Regions from separate parts of the Mus musculus genome. Here all the other regions are linked to region 3. The links are chromatin contacts, called in public HiChIP or PLAC-seq maps. All regions are on one chromosome and are shown on one strand. Each heading gives the region's core, a stretch centred on a gene start, on an enhancer-like site or on the middle of the called end of the contact. The rest is flanking DNA. Distances are from core to core; before and after follow the strand shown.

Region 1 (3,622 bases), core at 116-2,615, 540 kb after region 3:
TGTAATGGTGTGCAAAACCATAGCTTGGGACAATGAGTTGGTGAGTGGGCAAAGTGGAGCAGAGGGCTGAGGAGAGCTGGGGAGAATCCTGAAACCCCACTGTCGGGGGCTAGCATCAGGAAAAGGGCTCAGATCTAGATGGGTGCATCACACACCATGCTGCGGGGCCACGGGAAGACAGAGCTTGTAGAAAATGAGTCTCTCTATGGGGAGACAACCTTGCAAGGCATTCATGGAAAGGAATCCTCAGATCCATCCCTCTTGCTTTGAGAAACATGAACTGGAGGTGGGGCTGGGGGAGAACATTTTGTAAATTTTCTGGCGTGCTACTGGGAAGAGATAAATGGGTCAGATGGGTGTGCATTTTTCTTCCATAGGCAGCTAGCCTGCGAGGCAGCAGAGTTGGGGACCCCTCAGGTGAAGGGGTGCCCCTGGGGAGTCAAGGAAGCTAGAGGCAAGCAGCAGATGAATGCGCTGAGGCCCAGAGCGCACGCACAGCAACCTCCCAGGAAATGTGCAAATTCCCATTTTATCTGCTCCGGCACGCTCATTCAACCCAGCTCCGGCTAAATACAGGGGAAATCTCTTAAATTATTATATAACTTTCTGAGTTCAAGAAAGATAATTCAAAAGATAGGTAGTAGCAACCCTTACAGAATTCTCCCAACCTCTCTCTAAAATGTAAAAGAGCATTAGCGCACACAAGAAGCTCACACAAATTACTTAATGTGCCACTCACAGTGGATTAACATTTTTTTGGCTTATCTTGGGGGCTTCTTTTTTCCAAATATTGTATCGTAGATGCTTTATTGCAGTATTATGAAATTTTGCCAGTGCTGGGAATTGAACCCAAGGTCTCACACATACTCGACAAGCATTCTCACCACGGAGCCGTATATCTAGCTCTTCTTGTTCACCAATGTGCCAGAGTATTTGAATCCCCAACGTTCCAACCTCCTCCTCTTTATGATTCTCCACAGGCAAGCAACCCCACCCCAGATTGGCTCCGAGGGGTGATTCAGTGTTGAACTCCCACCCCGCCATGTCGGTCAGACTTCTGTCCCCAAGCAGCAGAGCCGGAAGGAGCTGGTGAGCCTCGCAGCGCGCAGCAGACTGACAAAGTCCACCTTCAACTTGCGCGCGCCAACTTCACAACTTCCCTCTCCCGCCACAGGGGGTCTATTTCCCCCGCCCGTTTGGCGGAAGGATCCCGCGCGCGGTGGCGGAGTCGCGCTCAACCGTCTCCGCCCGGGCTCCGCCCCACCCCCGCCCTACGCGCTCAAACCCCGCCCCTTCCCGGCGCCGGCCCCGCCCCCTTCCCGCGCGCTCTATGGGCCCGTAAAGAAGTCCCGGCCGGGCCGCTGCACTCCCGCGCGCGCATCCGTGCGCCGCCCGAGGCTGGCCTGAGGAGTCGGCGGCCATCTTGTTCTTCTCGTGGTTCCCAGTGGCGAGAGGAGGAGGAAGCCCGGAGCGGAGCGGGGCGGCTGGGGGGGGTGGACCCGCCGCGGCTGCTGCTGCCACCGCCGCCGCCGCCACCACCGCTCGTGGGGCTCGTGGCGTGAGGAAGGAGGACGAGTGAGACCCCGGGGCGAGCGGGCGGCGGCGCCGCTGCTGCTGCTGCTGCTGCGGGAGGGTCGGCGGCGGGACGGCGATGGCGGATATCGACAAACTCAACATCGACAGCATCATCCAACGGCTGCTGGAAGGTGAGCGGCGCGCGGGTGGGTGGCGGGGCAGGCCCGGCCGGTGGGGGATCAGGCCCAGTGGAGGGGCCGGTCTTTTCTCGGAAGCCGCTTTGGATCTGGGGCGCGCATACAAGCGCCTCCGGGTTTGGGGACCCCATTATTTTTTATCACTCCCCTGTCCTTGCTTTCACATTTATCATCTGGAGTCCAAGGACTCATCAGAGGGACTTGGCTTGGCAGGACGACGTCCCAGTGCGATGAGAGTCCGTCTCCTGCATTTTCCTACCCCCTCCACCCTCCCCTCAAAGCCATCCATCCTCCAGCGTTCTTTCCCCCTTGAACGTGCATCCGCACACGGACCCAGTCCGGGTGACAGTGTGGCTCTCTCTGATCATCAGATTGTTGTGTCCCTGAGGACAGGGGGACGCTGCCGCGTTCAGCGAGCACCCGCCAGGTAGGTGCTGTGTTGTTATTATCCTGGAAGTGGGTTTCGCAAGAGAAACTCCCAAGACCTCGCTGGACCAAGAATTAACAGTTAAAAGTCAGGTTTCAAACCCCGGGGTAGCTAGGAACCTAGAGAGAACCTGCCGCCTTCCAACTGTTCACCCCGTGGGAACCCAGGATGTCCAGTGGTTGAGGAGAGGTTCAAAAACAAAAACCCAGCTTTCCTTTTGTCCGACTTGGGGGTTTCTGCCGTGTGGTTTCCTACTTTGGAGATTTCAAATTTGACATAGGTCTGGATCCTGCTAATCACAGATCCCACAACATCCGCTGAAGCTAAAGAGGAGAAGATCCAGTAACCTTGATTTGGGCTCTTGACACTAGCTTGCTTTGGCCCAAAATACTTTTGGAGTGGTGGACAGCTGCGCAATTCTGGTGGTAGATGTCTTCAAGTAAATCACTGACAGAAAAGGGAAAAGGTGTCTTTTTAAAATCTGGGCATTTCCCCGGGGGGCGGGGGGGTGTTTTTCAAGACAGGGTTTCTCAGTATGGTCCTGGGGCTGTCCTGGAACTCACTCTGTAGAGCAGGCTGGCCTCAAACTCAGAAATCCGCCTGCCTCTGCCTCCCTAGGGCACGGATTAAAGGCTTGGGCCACCACTGCCCAGAGCATTGCCTCCTCTTTAATGTTTTGTTTACATAGGGTTTCTTGGCTTTGGTTTCATTAAAACATGGTCTCTCCAGTCGTGGTTATCCTGGCACTCTTTGTGTAGACCAGGCTAGCCTCAAACTCACAGATCCTTCTTCCTCTCCCTCCCCAATTAAAGGCATTTTTATTACCATGCCTCCTTTTATTACAGGGTCTCTCTCAGGGGCCAGAGCTGAGTTAACCTTCTGATCCTTCTGCTTCGTCTCACATACTAGATTTTATAGGCCACTCAGCCTGACTTATTTTTTTCCTATGCAGTGTGTGCATACATACAGACCAAAGCACACGTGAGGAGGTTAGAGGGTAGTTGGGCGTCTTTGTGTGGATTCTGGGGATCAATCTCAGGTCAGGCTTGCAAAGCAGATTTTCTACTGACTAAATCATCTCACCAGCTTCCCTTTCTCCCTCTTTTAATTATTTTTTTAAATTTTCTGTATGTATTTTGTTTGTGTGCATGTGCGCGCACATGCATGCACCGTACGCATGTCTTACCCTTATGAATGTCTGAAAAGGGCATTGGGTCCTTGGGTATTGGAGTTGCAGATAGTTGTTAGCTGTCACATATGGGTGCTGGAAATGGAGCCCAGTTTATCTCCAAGAACATCAAGCACTCTTAGCGGCTGAACCATCACTTCACTCCCCCAGCACCCCCTTTTCTTGTTGGTTTTTTTTTTTTTTTTTTTGTCTTTGTTTTTCGAGACAGGGTTTCTCTGTATACTCTGTATACAGAGTTTCTCTGGAACTCACTTTGTAGACCAGGCTGGTCTCGAACTCAGAAATCCGCCTTCC
Region 2 (3,951 bases), core at 198-2,697, 660 kb after region 3:
ATAGCTCAGTAAATAAGACTGGGGCCAAGCCTGATAACCTGAGTTTGACCCCTGGGATCCGCAAAGTAAGAATTAAACTGGCAGAGGTAAATAAATGCAGATCTGCCTTAATAGCAAGAGCAGACCTTTTATTGGTCAGAGAAGGGAGCACCTAGACCCACCCAGGAGACCCACTGTACAACCTGAGGACAGTTTTCATAGTTTAGAGTAGGAAGAGGAGGTGGGAATGAATGGTTTCTTCAATCCAAAAATTTAGGTCCTTAGGTAGTTACCAGTTAAAACCTAGCAGAACAATTTTAGCTATCTCAAACCACCCAGTCCCAGAATCCTAACTCACAGTTAAATTACCTTTAAACCCCAGACCTGGATTGTATTTTTTTTTAAAGATTTATTTTATTAATATATGTAAGTACACTGTAGCTGTCTTCAGACACTCCAGAAGAGGGAGTCAGATCTTGTTGTGGATGGTTGTGAGCCACCATGTGGTTGCTGGGATTTGAACTCTGGACCTTCGGAAGAGCAGTCGGGCGCTCTTACCCACTGAGCCATCCCACCAACCCCCCTGGATTGTATTTTTAAAAAAACAAAAAAACAACAACTGACCTTTACGTGTTATTTTAGGCTCCCAAAGTCGGCCTCTGGAAGCTCTCCAAAAAGAGAAACATCAGTGAACACGAGGGGTTTTGTGGAGTGGCAGTACTGCTAACATTGACGTCCAAATCAGGACACTAGAAATCTAAGCACTAACATTGATGTTCAAATTTCAAAGGAGACCCAGCTTGGTCAGAAACAACCTCTCGGGATCAAACTGATTTTGCCAGACCTGGGCTGGGTTACTACAGGGACCAGGAATCCACAGGTGTCCACGTAACGCACGTGTCTGAAGGTCAGGACAGATCGAGGTCAAAAAGGTGGAAGAGACAGGCTACACACCCAGCATCTTTTCCAAGCCCTCCAATCAGGAGCTTGCTGTATCTGGAGCAGAGACTGAAGCAGGAAGTCAGAAATTTCCTTCAGTGGGGCCCTGAGAGGCACCTGTTCCCACTTCTCTATGCAAATGAGCAGAGAAGCTCCTCCCACACAGCCGCCTTTGTGGTAGGAACTTTGTTCTTGACACTGTTAGGGTAGCCATGGAAGCTGGTCACGTGTTGTGTCTGTCGGGCCGCTTTGTTTTGCAAGTCAAAGCCTGAGGCTTAAGTCCAAGGGGGAACTCAGCAAAATGTGATTGATCCTCTCTTGAGGCCCGCAGGATTTTAGAAGGGGCTTCAATGAATGTCACAGTTGGTTCTAATCAAGTAGCCAAGATGGCAGCCCTCGGAGACCCAAGCCTGCATCCCACCTGCTCTAGGGCGCTGGTTGGGCATTGACTCTTCTTAACTCTCTACACGATCTCAAAATCGCTTTCATCGGTTTGACACTAGTTAGGTCCTTCCTCTTTAAGCCAATGACTGTGACCAAGAGACTAGGATGCTGATTGGCCACAGATGGGTCATGTCTCCACTTTGCGCGTGAGTTGACTTATTTCTGAGTGTGTGTGTGCGCGCACGGGTTCTAGTGCACGTGCACATACATAGGTATGTGTACAGAAGCCAGACGTTAACATCAGGTATCTTCCTCGATTGATCCCTACCTTAATTTTCCGATGGTATCTCACACCGAACCCGGAGCTCACAAGTAAGCACCAGGGGGTCCTCTTGCTTCTACCTCCCCTGCGCTGGGGGATTGCAGGTGCACAAACCACTGGGCTCAACTTTCTTGTCAGTGCTTAGTTCGGATCTCCGAACTAAGGTCTTCATGCTTGCCAAATAAGGTGTCTCTCCAGCTCCAGTGTGTCGCTTCTTGGAACATTGGTCCAAGTACACAAATCTCAGACATAGTGGATTACTTTTTCTCCAAGAGAATCAAATTCTATTCTCAGAGAGCTGAGAGGAGGCGATGGGTTTCAGGAGGGGAAAACATGACCTCCCCACCTTCCACCCACATCCCAGCAAAGCAATGTGAACCAACTACCAAGAATGGATGGCACCTAGTTCCTTCCTAGTCATTAACTTCCTGGAGACCCCTCTCCAGGTCTCCAGTTCAGACCAGCAACACCCAACTACCCATTGGCTTCTTATGAGAAGTTTTTCGGATTTTGTTCCCTTTTTAAATTTAAATTAAAAAAAATTCTTTTCTTTTCAAGACTAGGTTTTCTCTAGCCTTGACCATCCTGGAACTTGCTCTGTAGACTAGGCTGGCCTTGAACTAATGAGATCTACCTGCCAAGTGCTTAGATTGAAGTTGTGTGCCACTACACTCAATTTTTAAAAAAATCATAAAACAAAAAAAGCAATGTCTCACTATGTAACCCTGGCTGTCCTGGAGCTGTGTGGACCAGGCTGGCCTCAGATTCACAGATATCTACCTGCCTCTGACTTTCGAATCTTGGGATTACAAGCATGTACCTCCACAGTGTGGTGGCATAGACTTTCTATTCACCCACTTTCCTCAGGTGGAAAACAGGTTGCTTGTTCTGTGTGACCGCCAAGGTTCTTTTACCAAGTTAGGTTTGTCCCCAGATGCTTGCTTGGTTGTTGGAGATTGGTTCTAATGCTCTGATTCAACCAGGAATCTCTGTTTCCAAAAGCTAAAGGTCCTTGTTTGGAGGGCGTGGACGCAGAGGGGAGAAAGGAGGATTTCCCCGACTGGAGAAGAATGATGGGGCCCAGGGGCTGCAGGTGAGGAAGCCAACCAGCCACGTGAGAATTCAGGTGGGTGACTGGTGGCCACTTCCCTGATTGGGCCTGGGGTAGCAGGGGAAGGTGTAGGAGTGCCAAGCCTTTGAGGTAACCAAGGCATTTCAACAGTAAGCTAATGTGTGTGTGTGTGTGTGTGTGTGTTTGTGTGTGTGTGTGTGTGTGTGTGTGTGTGTGTCTTTCATTAGCAGATCCAAAGATTCCCTGGGCAGGTGGAAGCTCCACAGGCCTGGAGCACAAAGCCTTGTAGCTGGGGAGTGGGTGGGGAGGGGGAAGGGGGGGGATGAGGGCAAGGGGGGGGAGGGGGACTCACTGCTACACTTAGTGTCTGTTAAATAGCAGGCATTCCACTGGACCCTTGGGAGGAAGCGCCACAGGGAAGGGAGGCAATGGCTATAATTCCCTGCTTTGGTGGAACTTCCATTTTGCCCAAACATTAAAGAGAATAATAAGGGCAGCTGGGACCAGACAGTTCTGTTGATTGGTTTATCTTTTTTACTTCATTTGGCACAGAGTACAGAGTTGGTTACAGAGTGAAGTAACACATTTTCAAGAGTGATAGTGGGCACTTGTAGCTACCTTTGGTTACTTTGTGGGTTCTTCTTACTTCTACCCTTTCAACCCCCTAACTCTAGGTAGCAGAGGAAAAAGGATCGAGGGGGAAGTGATAGATGCTATCTTCAGACTACTTCCTGCTAATTAGAGCATTCAAGATCCTTGGGACAAGTTTTATCTTGGAAGTCAAGATATCTGATTTATTTATTTTTTCTCCTTTGCACATGACTACTTAACCATGACCTACAGCAACCAACCGACACACAAAACAATCCACCACCAGTTTGGGGGCCCTAGCATGTTTATACTCTCTGAAAAGTTCCCGGAAGTCCAAATGTCACCCAGTCGCAGAAACTATCTGCAGCTGTCAAAAATCACACCTCCGATAGAGCACGAGGCAAATCATCGTCATGGGGTGGACAATCCGAAGCAGCCCCATTTCCCACCCCTGGGACTAAAATGAAAACATATTCCCATAATATTTCTGATTTTTTTTTTTAAAAAGAAGCTGAAACTCCAAAATTGTCCATTACCACTACTGTTAACTGGGTTAGTAAAAGCATTTGGTAGCGAGGTCTAGCGATGAAGGCATACAATCCCAGTTACTCGGGAGGCTGAGGGAGGAGGACTGTGGGTTCAAGGCCAGCCTGGGAAAGGCAGC
Region 3 (3,561 bases), core at 67-2,566:
GCCTCTCCTGGACCTCTTACATTATAGCATGTACACAATATTATCTGCCCTGTCGTGTCATGTTTTTTTCTCCAAATACGCACTAATCTTACCTGGCTTTTCTCTCTCTCTTTCTTTCTCTCTCTCTCTCTCTCTCTCTCTCTCTCTCTCTCGTGTGTGTGTGTGTGTGTACTGGACATTATGTCGATTATGTCATGTGTGTTTGTGTGTTTATACTAGACACTGAACTCAGAGCTATAACCCAAGCATTCTACCACTGAAGTGCATTCCTCAGTGTGTGTGCTCACTATAGCACCTGCACAGAGGACAATCTTGAGTTAGTTCTATCCTGCTATCTTGTGAAGCACAAAGCCTTCAGCAGAAGTCTGTAACCCTGGCACTGGCGAGGTGGAAAAGGCAGGAGGGTCAGAAGTTCAAGGACATCCGATTCCAATACATAGAGAACACAGCTTATTTTTTCTCCAATATATAGGGTTCTCAGTATCTTGGGCTATACCAGACGTTGTCTCAAAACAATTAAACAATGGCCAGAAGGTGGTGGGGCAGGACTGTATAGAACTCCGGAAGCAGAGGCAGGCAGATCTATGAGTTCGAGGACAGCCTGGTCTACAGAGTGAGTTCCAGGACAGTTAGGCGTACTTGGAGAAACTCTGACTGGGAGAAGAAACCAATAAAAACAAACAAAATAAAACCAAACAGAATCAACAACAAAACCAATTTTAACCATGACCTCTAGGCTTTCCAGTGTATCCCTGTCTCTATACATCGTTTCATTTCTCAACCGTGCAGTTATGCATTAAGAGCTCAGGATCGCACGAGTGCCAAAGCTTGTCCTGTCTGGGGCTGTTTTCTTTTCTTTTTTCTTGTTCTTTTTTTTTTTTTTTTTAAGTTTTTTCGAGACAGGGTTTCTCTGTATAGCCCTGGCTGTCCTGGAACTCACTCTGTAGACCAGCTGGCCTCGAACTCAGAAATTCGCCTGCCTCTGCCTCTGCCTCCCAAGTGCTGGGATTAAAGGCGTGCGCCACCACACCCGGCTCTGGGGCTGTTTTCTGTGTCCGCAAAATCATCATCCCACGCAGCCCCGCAGTGCTCGGCTCTCAGTGGATTATCTGTGAAGCCACTGCGCTCCTAGCCAGCCCATCGTCATACCTGCAGAAAGTTACAACCCTGAGGTCGAAGACCCAGGAACCCTCTGATTCACGGTGAACCCTGCGGGAAAACTAGGGAGGACAAATGGAGGAGTCAGATGCAAAACAAACCAGAAGACTCAGCGCGCACTGCGCACGCTCCTCGGACACTGTCCAGACGGTCAGCCAAGGGGGGGGGGGGGGGGCAGAAGCGACTGACGAAAGCGCATGCGCGACTTGGGCCACGCCTCTTCCCGCCGGCGGGTGCGCGTGCGCGACCCCGCGGGTCAGAGACGGCGGCCGACAGACGGAAGCGGAGGTTGTGACTCGGCCACTTGGGGCTGCCGCTGCTGAGGCGGTGGCGGCGCTGCCACCGGTGGGCTCGTCCGGCCACCGGGGCCCACTCCGAGCAGGTGACTGGCCACACCGATCATTCTGTACTTTGAGCTAAAGATCGGAAGATTGGGAGTTTAAAGGCAGCCAGGGGTACAGCTTGATCTCACGCCAGAAAAGACAGGAGGTCACGTCCAAGTGTGGCGGTCGTCCAAGCCTTTATCCCAACTGGATTTTGGATGGAGCTTCAGTCACTCTGAACACTTGATGTCTTCTTGGATGGTTTGCAGTGTCAGCATGTCCTCACTGTGTGCCACAAGAGTGTGGTTTTACTTATTTCTTCTAGACTCAGGTACATGTCCAGTGTCTGCCACAGCTACTGCACAGGCATCGGTGCCGGGAAGCCGCTGTCCACCTGGGCAGCTGCTCTGCCTACGACAGCAGCCATTTCTAGCTCTACTTTTAGTTTCTTTCTGTCTCCTCCTGTCCTCTTCCCTTTCCTCTCCTTTCTTCTGTCTCTTTCTCCCTCTCTCCTTGCTAAGTACAGTTCTACCCCTAAACTCTCAGTCCCTGTCTGTCTGTTGTTTTAATGGAAGCAAGGTCTCAGGTCAGAGATGTAGTTCTGTTGGTGAATTCTTGCCTAGCATAGAAGCGAGGCTAGCCCCAAAAAGGATACCCTGGGTGGAATTCCTAGCACTGCCTGAACCAGACATGGTGCATCCTAGTTTTAGGGAGTTGGAGGCTTGAGGACCCGAAATTCAAGGTCATCCTTGACTATATAGAAAGCTTGAGGCTAGCCTAGTCTACATGAGACCCGTTTCTAAAGCAAACTAGGGGACCAGGGAGGTGCTCAGCAGGTAGAGCATTTCCTGCACTTGCAGTCACTGGTTTGGTTCCCAGCACCCAGGCTGAACAGCTGGGTGTTACTTCACAACCAGGAATCTGAAGGTCTCTTCTGGCTTCTACAAGTATTGTTTCACATGTTGTATAGAATATACTCAAGCACACACATGTGGACAGATACTATAAATCACGACTCTAAGATGGAAAGCAAGCCCTCACCACATAAATCCAGCTGATCTGGCACTCATGCAAGCAAAGCTAGCCTTGAGCTTCTGGCGTCCTTCACGTCTCCCCTGAGTGCCCCCTACACACATGCCCCTCTGCACCTGCCAGCTTCTTCAGGACTAAGGAGAGGCAGGTAGACTGGTGCTTCCTTCTTGCCTCTGCCTACTCCTGCGTTCTCCTTGCTCTTCATGACCGAGCAAAGATGGAATGGGTGCTTGATACACCTTGAACTTCCTCACTTGGTGGCACTTCAGTCACTTACAACTGTATCCCACTTCCTGACACGTTGACCCATCCAACAAAATGTGTTAATGACCAGTGAATATTAGTTCACCTCAATTGTCGTGGAAAGGGTTACCCCAGTGGGCATGCTGTCACATCTGTAATGCTAACACTTGGGAGGTGGAGGCAGGAGATTCAGGAGATGAAGGTCAACTGCTCTGAGGGGCAGCGTTTCATGTGTGTGTCTGGAGAGAAGAGCAGCTCAGCAGTTAAGTGCACTGGCTGCTCTTGCAGAAGACCCAGGGTAGGTTCGAGGACCCACATTGGGCTATTCACAGGCACTTAGAACCCCAGCTCCAGAGGATCTAACACCTTCTTCTGGCCTTGGTAGGCACACACATACTCATGACTATAAGCCTGTTTAGAAAATCTGGCTCAGGCCGGGCATGGTGGCGCATGCCTTTAATTCCAGCACTCGGGAGGCAGAGGCAGGAGGATTTCTGAGTTTGAGGCCAGCCTGGTCTACAAAGTGAGTTCCAGGGCTGCCTGCCAGGGCTACACAGAGAAACCCAGTCTCGAAAAAACCAAAAAAAAAAAAAAAAAAAAAAAAGAAAAAAAAGAAAAAGAAAAGAAAAAATCTAGCTCAGAACAGGATATAGTTGCAAATGTATTTAATTCCAGCACGTGGAAAGCAGAGGCAGGCAGGTCTCTGAAGAGACCCCAGAGAATATCTTCTTGAAAAGACCCTAGGAGGTTCAGGTCACAGTAACTGTCCCAGACTGAGTTGCTGGATAGGATGTGAGGACCACAC

Evidence for each region. HiChIP or PLAC-seq counts read pairs in DNA pulled down with a chosen protein or histone mark.
Region 1: an H3K27ac HiChIP or PLAC-seq map of extraembryonic endoderm stem cells shows a contact between it and region 3, with 4 times the contacts expected there. The contact joins the promoter of Ppp1cc here to the promoter of Acad12 in region 3. A contact is called at or near these places in 2 of 39 promoter capture datasets (the HPC-7 cell line and embryonic stem cells) and 2 of 115 datasets of contacts at active chromatin or transcription factors (extraembryonic endoderm stem cells and pancreatic cancer cells).
Region 2: a contact with region 3 is called in an H3K4me3 HiChIP or PLAC-seq map of bone marrow-derived macrophages, with 5 times the contacts expected there. The contact joins the promoter of 1700112N08Rik here to the promoter of Acad12 in region 3. A contact is called at or near these places in 2 of 115 datasets of contacts at active chromatin or transcription factors (bone marrow-derived macrophages and pancreatic cancer cells).

Annotation. Positions count from the first base shown.
Region 1 is chr5:122,156,910-122,160,531 of GRCm38.p6, forward strand. Ppp1cc (protein phosphatase 1 catalytic subunit gamma) reads left to right here and starts at 1,366. Exons shown (of 7, transcript NM_013636.4): 1 at 1,366-1,706. The coding sequence starts at 1,652.
Region 2 is chr5:122,273,876-122,277,826 of GRCm38.p6, forward strand. It overlaps 1700112N08Rik (a long non-coding RNA gene), which reads left to right and starts at 1,448. Exons shown (of 4, transcript XR_878753.1): 1 at 1,448-1,674; 2 at 2,627-2,750.
Region 3 is chr5:121,617,622-121,621,182 of GRCm38.p6, forward strand. It overlaps Acad12 (acyl-Coenzyme A dehydrogenase family, member 12), which reads right to left and starts at 1,317. Exons shown (of 11, transcript NM_178799.3): 1 at 1,150-1,317. It overlaps Acad10 (acyl-Coenzyme A dehydrogenase family, member 10), which reads right to left. Exons shown (of 21, transcript NM_028037.4): 21 at 3,408-3,561.